Regions from separate parts of the Anas platyrhynchos genome. Here region 2 is linked to region 1. A link is a contact called in public Hi-C data. All regions are on one chromosome and are shown on one strand. Each heading gives the region's core, a stretch centred on a gene start, on an enhancer-like site or on the middle of the called end of the contact. The rest is flanking DNA. Distances are from core to core; before and after follow the strand shown.

Evidence for each region. Hi-C and Micro-C count contacts between places; a contact is called where the count stands out from the background.
Region 2: a Hi-C map of skeletal muscle shows a contact between it and region 1, with 2.8 times the contacts expected there. The contact joins two enhancer-like sites. A contact is called at or near these places in 2 of 8 Hi-C or Micro-C datasets (liver and skeletal muscle).

Annotation. Positions count from the first base shown.
Region 1 is chr15:2,924,451-2,928,949 of IASCAAS_PekinDuck_T2T, forward strand. The region is part of intron 3 of LITAF (lipopolysaccharide induced TNF factor); the gene reads left to right. Among named protein-coding and RNA genes, the nearest start is that of LITAF, 72 kb to the left of the region's middle. Within about 2 kb of position 2,086, at least 2 of the 8 cell types and tissues checked have an H3K27ac peak or open chromatin away from gene starts, as enhancers often do.
Region 2 is chr15:3,063,378-3,067,317 of IASCAAS_PekinDuck_T2T, forward strand. LOC106019526 reads left to right here. Exons shown (of 67, transcript XM_072023999.1): 64 at 648-886; 65 at 1,980-2,099; 66 at 2,408-2,424; 67 at 2,426-3,940. The coding sequence ends at 2,549. Among named protein-coding and RNA genes, the nearest start is that of RMI2, 13 kb to the right of the region's middle. Within about 2 kb of position 2,159, at least 1 of the 8 cell types and tissues checked has an H3K27ac peak or open chromatin away from gene starts, as enhancers often do.

The DNA.
Region 1 (4,499 bases), core at 836-3,335:
CATACACTTGTCCCTAGTCAAGTAAGGGAGCTAGCAGGAGAGACAGTGATGGTAGGTAGTTCTGCCATCCTGACAGAGGTGTAAGAAAATGATCCCTGAACTCACATGTGGGGAATTGGTATTGTCTGGAAAGAATATTTGTAAAAGTATAATAATAATAATCAAGGAGCACAGATAATCAGCCTGGAGAAAAGGAGGCTCAGGGGCGACCTTATTGCTCTCTACAGATACCTTAAAGGAGGCTGTGGAGAGGTGGGGGTTGGTCTGTTCTCCCACGTGCCTGGTGACAGGACGAGGGGGAATGGGCTTAAGTTGCGCCAGGGGAGTTTCAGGTTGGATCTTAGGAAGAACTTCTTTACCGAAAGGGTTGTTAGACACTGGAACAGGCTGCCCAGGGAAGTGGTGGAGTCACCATCCCTGGAAGTCTTTAAAAGACGTTTAGATGTAGAGCTTAGGGATATGGTTTAGTGGGGACTGTTAGTGTTAGGTCAGAGGTTGGACTCGATGATCTTGAGGCCTCTTCCAACCTAGAAATTCTGTGATTCTGTGAATATTGAAGAGAATGCTGTTGTGTAGAGTGGGTAGGAGATGCAGGTAGCTACAAAAGGCTCTTGTGGCTAGGGAAGAAAACAGATGCCATACAACTTGGAAAGGATGCAGGAATCCATTCCACAAGTAGTATGTGCAGGAAGGAAATAGAAAGGAAGGAAATAGGTATACCAGTCCATTAAAATATTGTCTGTCCTAATAAATCTTTGTTCCTTACAGACAGCATTCCGCGTGTCTTTTCTGCGGGAAGTTACACTTCCAAAGCAAAGATAACATGATTCCCCTTCTTCCTCTCCCCCAGTTTTAATACTTGCTGTGGCCTTGCAGATTTCTGGCAGGGGATTGTTTCGTGTTGGTATTTACTTTGGTAGTGTGGGTTGCTGCCTTTTTTTTTATGTTTGTTGGGGGGGGGGGTGAGAGGGAGGGTGACGACATTGCCTGTTATGAATAGTGTTAGTAGTATCTTTACATATTTGTGACCAGGTTTTGTAACTCCAAACCAGCTTTCTGGTATTCAAAGAAGTTCAGACTCAGACCTTTGCATTATACTCATGCTGTCTGCTACCAAACTCTGCCGTCAGGTCTCTGCTGTAGCAGTGCTTAAATACAGGACTGGAACCAAACAGGATGTTTTGATGGGTGATTTATTTAGGCTGATTTATATAGTTTAGAAACATAGGCAGTTCTATATATGGCCCAAGTCTCTTGCATGTTTGTCATAGGCAATGGTTACGTGCACTTCTTTTGCTTGTCAGGAGGACACTACAGTGTGAGTTCTGCATAGTCATGGCCTGATCTTGGGCACCAAGTCATGCTTTTAGGCAATGACTGGTAGAACTTGGCTTCGCTCAATATAAGCAAATTTAGAGTTTACATCTGTGTGTTGTAGGATGAATCTGCATCTCTCAAAACACATTCCAGCATATTCTGCTGCTGAAAGTTGTCATTATAAAATGGAGTTTTGCATTTTCTTGTTTTTGTTTATTTATATATATATATATATATATATTTTTTTTTTTTTTTTGACCCTGAAAAACCTTCCTCTTGGATAAAGGAATCCCATTTTCCATCTAAGATGAAGCATTGGTTTGAAGAAAACTCCGTGTTAGAAAGTGGAGCTGAGTTTAAAAGACAGGGCAATGAGTTGTAGAGGAGCAGTGTGTACTGCATGCTGCACTGACATTACTTGGCAATTCATACAAAATAAAAGAGGCAGGAGAATCTACAGCTGTGTATGTGCAGTTGGTCCTTAATCATTAGCAGTGACTTGTCTTCAGCTGAGAAAATAAATCTGTTTAAATTATATCACATAATAAATATACTGAATGCAACAGATTGAAGAGTTCTTCTTTCTGTTGGAAAAAAAAAAAATAATAAAAATGTTCAGTTTCTTTTCAACCCAAACTACAGGTGCATCTGGCTTGTTTGCAATTTTGTGGAGGGTAAGAAATATTTATTTTTGTGTGGACAAGCACTGGGCACTCAGGCTCCTCTCAGCTGCACGACCTTGCAACCCAAGCAGCAAAACAACAGATTCTGCATAGCTGGTAGCTGGAGACAAAATATGCTTACTGGCATGCAGGTTACAATCTACTGGGAAGATAATGGGGTGAGCAATTTGGTCTCTGGACTTGGGTGGAGTCTGCTTTTGCTGTTAAGCGAGCAGCCAGGTGACTTCAATGGTTGTGCTCTTAGACAGAGGCATGGTCACTGTTTTACAGGCACAGCTCCTCCTGTTACACATTCTGTGGTCTGACACCACAGGAACCAAGCCTTCAGAAGTGTGGTGTGGCAGAAACATGCTCTGACATATGCCACAGAAGATAACAAGTGGTGCAGTTTGCAAAACAGCATACAAGAAATGACCAGGAAGAAAGTAAACAAGAAATGACCAGGAAGAAAGTAAACACCTACAAAGGCATTTCCGGGTCTCTTGGAAGACTCAAGGCAGTCCTGTTTCATGAGATCTCAGGCTGGATGGTGAGACAGGAGAGTAGCGGGGCACTATGTTATTTAGTCTAACCCTCAACCTGATGTCTTGGCCTGTGTCTTAACATCCTTTGGATGGCTTCTCGTTCTCTGGAACTGAAGCATGTGGCTGACTACCACTCTGTTTCCCATATATCAAAGGTAGGCACTGTGATAGGAGGCCAAAGGGATCTTGCTGACTCCAGTAATCAGGACTTTCACAGTGGATAACTGTGCCTCTACCATTTCTGTTGCTGCCTAAGGCTTGTCAAAGGCTGCTCCAGCACCAAGTCCGAGATGACAAAAGCAGAGGGTTTCCCCTCCCCAAGTGGCATGCTTTCACAAGGATCCTTCACACACTTCATTTAGTGCTGATCTAGTACTTTTGTTGTGAGCTTTAGTAATCTTCTGAGGGTCTAGCTGCTAGCAGTGCTGTGGCTTTTCACTTAAGAGGAGAACATCTAACCCTGTGTTTTGAATGGCTGAAGTACAAGCTGCTGCTTGAGTCCTTTTGGTAGGATTTGGATACAGATTGTTCTGATAAAGTGCTAGAGCTGTATCTTTTTGTACTGTCCTAGTTCTCAGATGGTAATTTTATGTAATTCAAATGAAAAGAGATGCTGTGATAATTTCTAATTGTTACCCATGAAGCCTATTTGCACAGCCCTGGACACCCAAATAGGGCAGCTTTAACTAATATATCCTGCAGTTCTCAATGAATCATTTGTATTAGAGTTTGCTGTCACATAGTCTGCTGAAGGAGCAGAATTGCAAGTAAAGCATTGTCAGTTCCAGTCCTGGCAGCCTGGTTATCACCCATCAGTTTTTTACTGTGTAACTGATAATTCAGCAGGTTTTGCTGAAGAAAGAGAATTTTTTCAGTTGCACTGAGATGTCATAAGTGCTTCAGGTAACGACAGCTAAAAGCATCTACTGTGCTTGTACTGAAGCAAAGAAAAGCACTTTTTTCTTTCTTTTCAGGCCAGTGGTTCCCAGAATAACAATGTATGTTTGAACACACAGCTTCATTTCTGTAAGGGGATATTGCAGCTTAAATGTTTAACACTAGGGTTCCGTAAACTCCAGCCTCAGCACAGGGCTGTTGCTACCAAATTAAAATAGTCCAGGAACAGCCTGTTAACACAGCAGTGTGCTTATCAATAAGAAAATTCAGCCCCTCCTACTCTAATGCCAAACTGGTCAGAACTTCTTAGAAGAAAGAAAAATCTCTGAATCTATGCAATATTTCACATCTGCATCCGTTTGCTCCCTATAGGAAGGGGCAAAGTAAATGATACCAGACATGGATGCTTCCTCATGCACACCAGCTGTCTCCTGCTCTGCAATATCGCTCTCTTCTGACAGACTGATTCCATAAACTCTTGATTGTGGTGGACAGCAGCTTGGTGAGCATCTCACAATCTCCCTAGTCTCACTAGTCTGAATTTGGCAAATTAGTAAGTCTTTGGAGCAAACTCATGTCTGTTATTAAATCAGTGAAAATGATTACTTTTTTTACACCTGCAATTTTAAAACTGACTCTTAGAGCAATGAAAGTTAATTGTTACCTTTGAATTTTTACTATGCTGTTAGGACTATTAAAAACAAAAATTATGGCATGGAGAAGAAGAAAAAAAAAGTATGATATCTAGCCTAAACTTTCTTTCTTGTCCTCTGTTCTTGCCTCATTATATAATAACTGACCATCAGAGAGGTGTTCCAGTAACATCTGCAGTTGCACCTTTGTTTTCCTTAATCAAGCAATTTACTGTATCCACTGATACAGTATAATCAACCTGTGTCTTTGGCAGAGCAGCACTGGAGAGCTGAATCTGAAGCCCCTGCAACTTTACCACTTCCAGAGATGCCTGCAATTGAGCTTCATATGTACAAAGTGTTTCGAGATTCTTGATTATAATACCCAAGGGGTTTATCTTGTACAATTTCTGAAATAATAATTTCAAATACACTGAGTTGTTGTT
Region 2 (3,940 bases), core at 909-3,408, 140 kb after region 1:
GTACTTTTCCCTGCTACTGGCTAGTTATATCTAATAAGTTTGCAGCCTGTACTTGTGGGACCATGACATGACTAACTGTTGATGTAATTTTCTTAACTGCTACAAAGATTAACTTCTAACATATTCATAAAAATGCAACTATCTAATGCAAAAGTACCTGGAGAAGTTGAACTAGAAATAATAACCAATTAAAAACAATACCTAATGAAACTTACTGTCATAAACAAGCTGGGGAGTCATGGATGACCTTCTTTAAGTGGCTGATGGCATAATGGCTGTGCTTATGCTATTGATTAGTACATTTTATTTGTAGGCCATGGCATATTTGAAGTGCTGTATACTGCCAAGAAAAATTTATAGATGACTACAGCTGAACTCTGTGCTGTTTGCAGTCATATCCCGTTCAGTAAAAATGTAATAAAAGGACTGACTTGCCGATAGTGTACTAGCATCATACATCATTAAAGGAATGGCTGGAAAAACAAATGTGCCAAGTCAGGAATTCATATAAAGTCTTAAAAACTTTTATAAGGAGGTAAAAAGAGATGATATGGTGGAAATAACCAGTTCAAATAGCCAGCTTTTGCAGATGTGCTGACAATATGGAGCTTGCAGAAAATCCTTCCTGACCAGATGTTCTGGCACAGCTGTACATGACACAGAAAGCAAGCAAAAGAATCAGGTTAAATCTGACCAGGTAGCTAAGCCTCAAGCAAAAGCAGTCAGTCACCCTGAATTCCTGGAGTCACCTCACATTGCATTACAAACTCAGTCTGGAAACTTACTACCAGGAGCTTTGCTACAGCTACCTCAAAACACCACCTTGCAGATAGTCAATGAAGCTCTTGTGTTACAAGACCAGCGGCTGTCCAAAATGAGGGGATTAGTAAATTAACTTTACAAATGTGTGACTCCTGCAGGAAGAAAGATTAAACTTGCAGTTTAATTTTTTTTTCAACTGAGTTTGTTGCTTAAAGAACTACTAAACTCAGAGATGTGCCATCTATGGAAATTACTGATTAAAAAAATGTGTAAGTTGCTGATTTGATTACAAGTCCTAAAAAGTGTTTGGTCAAAACAAATCATAAGAAATGTTAGTAAATGCTGTTCATTAGCAGTTCTGTTAATATTTAGTGTCATCAGCTTTTGACTGGGACCATATTTAAACCATGTATAACAAAAATGCATTCGCATTTTGTTGTCCAAAAATGCTCATTCTTGTAAGGAACTTCAGGTGTGTTGTTTTTTTCTCTCTCTTTTTTCTTTTACAGAATCACAGAATTTCTAGGTTGGAAGAGACCTCAAGATCATCGAGTCCAACCTCTAACCTAACACTAACAGACCCCACTAAACCATATCCCTAAACTCTACATCTAAACGTCTTTTAAAGACTTCCAGGGATGGTGACTCCACCACTTCCCTGGGCAGCCCGTTCCAATGCCTAACAACCCTTTCGGTAAAGAAGTTCTTCCTAACATCTAACCTAAAACTCCCCTGGTGCAACTTAAGCCCATTCCCCCTGGTCCTGTCACCAGGCACGGGGGAGAACACACCAACCCCCACCTCGCTACTTTTGTTTTAAGCCTTTTGCTGTTTATTATGTATGAGTAATCCAGTGAGGAGATTAAGATTCTCCCCTCTCCACCCCCCCAATCTAGTAAAAGCACAACTCAAATCTGTCATATATAATAAAGCTAAGACAAGCCAACTATTTTCTGTGTCAGCAGCCACCCACTAGAATCCTTTAGTGAATAACAAAATCAACAGAAAAAGGAAACAATGTCTATAATCTGTAATATTTATGAGACAAATACTTTAATTTATGAAGAGTACAAGGTGCTTCACAATATTAATGAAAAATGGATGTTATTCAGGGCAGTGTACTGAGCTGCCAAAATCTTCCTTCAAACCACTTCACACTGTAAATCTGAAGAATTCACACTACTATACTGATGTGTGTATATATATATATTTCCTAGGTGAGCAAGTGCAGTCTCACACAGAAGAATGTGAAGCCATGTCCAATTACAGATAAGGAAAAAGTCTGTAAGGAGTTTTTTGAAGAAGCACATTCTTGTCTCAGGAACTGCTTCAAAGTTGTAAGTATAACTGTGTCAACCAAGGACTACCCAAGTACTCAAATGTCATACTTCAGAACAGTGCACAGAATTATTGCAAGGATATAAAAGTTTAATTGCAGATAACTTAAGCCTCAAAGCCTTAAATTCAGGATGAGAATAAAGATTTGTGAACAGTATTTACAAGGTAGAGCTGGGGGGAGGGGACAAAATTCCAAATCTCCTTTTCAATTCTCTTCCAGGTGTATTGCTAGATTGCTCTCTCTAGAAAATATGTATGCTTGCACCCCTTACACCAAACAAGTAAACAAACTCCCTTTCTGTTAAAGGTGGACCCCAAACCATTCTACATCATGTGTACATATGACGTGTGCCTCAAAGAAGATGAAGGCTGCATGCAGTTTAGCAGCAGCTTTTGTTCATTTGTGCAACTGAAATTTTGTTCCTGTGGAAATTCCTCCTCAGTGGTAAGTGTCTTCATTCTGAATATTCTGACTGCATTGTTCCAATACTTTCATATCTGATATTCAAGATCACACAAGAAAATGAAACTAATGAATCTGACTATGGTGTGAGTAAAAACAGTCCTATTCCAGAATTAATTCTCCTTGCTCCTTTTCCATCTTATCTATCCTTTCTGCTGCTTACTCAGAAGCACAGCATAACCTATCTGATTCATACTCTAATGGCTTTCTTATTTCCTCCTAAATTGCTTTGTAGAATAAAGCAGAGGGGATACTTGTAGTATATAAAGGAATTTCATGAGGAGTTCCAATTCGCAGATACTAATTTTGTTTCAACCTTTTTTTGGTCTAAATATTGCATGTGGATGCATAGTAACAGTATTATTGTCGTGGTTCTGCTCGAGTGGGTAGCCGAGCTCCACCACAGCCGCTCTCTCACTCCCCCTCCTCAAAGAGGAATGGGGAGAAAATATGTGAAAAGGGCTCAAGGGTTGAGATAAGGATGAGAAAATCATGCAATAATTATTGTAACGGGCAAAACAGACTCAGCATAAGAAGATAGTACGATTTATTGCTCATTACTAACAAGCTAGAGAAGTGAGAAACAAAGGAAAGAAACCAAAAGCACCTTCCCCCCCCATCCACCCTCTTCCACCTTCTCCCCCCGAGCGGCGCAGGGGAATGGGGGTTATGGTCAGCCTACAGCACTTCTTCTCTGCCGCTCCTTCTCGGTCACTCTCGTACCCTGTGCTGTGGGGACCTGTAGTGGGTTTACGTGGCAAGGCTTTGGTAGCAGGGGGCCATAGGGGTGGTTTCTGTGAGAAAGATCTAGAAGCTGCCCCATGTTTGGGAAGGGCCCCATTGTTTTCCAAATCTGAGCCAATAAGCGATGTTGTTTTGCGCCTCTGTGAGAGCATATTTAAGACAGGGAAAAAACGCTGCGCCACACAGCAGCCGGGAGAGTCAAGGGAGTGAGAAACAGCCTTGCAGGTGCCAAGGTCAGTGTAGAAGGAGGGGGAGAGGTGCTCCAGGCGCCGGAGCAGAAGTCCCCTGCGGCCTGTGGTGAGGACCATGGTGAAGCAGGATGTCCCCCTGCAGCCCATGGAGTACCACGGTGGAGCAGGGTTCCACGCTGCAGCCCGTGGAGGAGACCACGGTGGAGCAGGTGGCCCTGCACCGACGGAGGCTGCCGCCTGTGGAAGACCCCTGCCGGAGCAGATTCCAGGCCGGACCTGTAGCCCGTGGAGAGGAGACCACGCAGGAGCAGGTGATCTGGCAGGAGCTGCTGCCCGTAGGGGAGCCAGGTTGGAGCAGTTTTCTCCTGAGGGATGGACCCCGTGGTACGGACCCATATCTGGAGCAGTTCTGGAAGAGCTGCTGCCTGTGGGAAGCCCACGC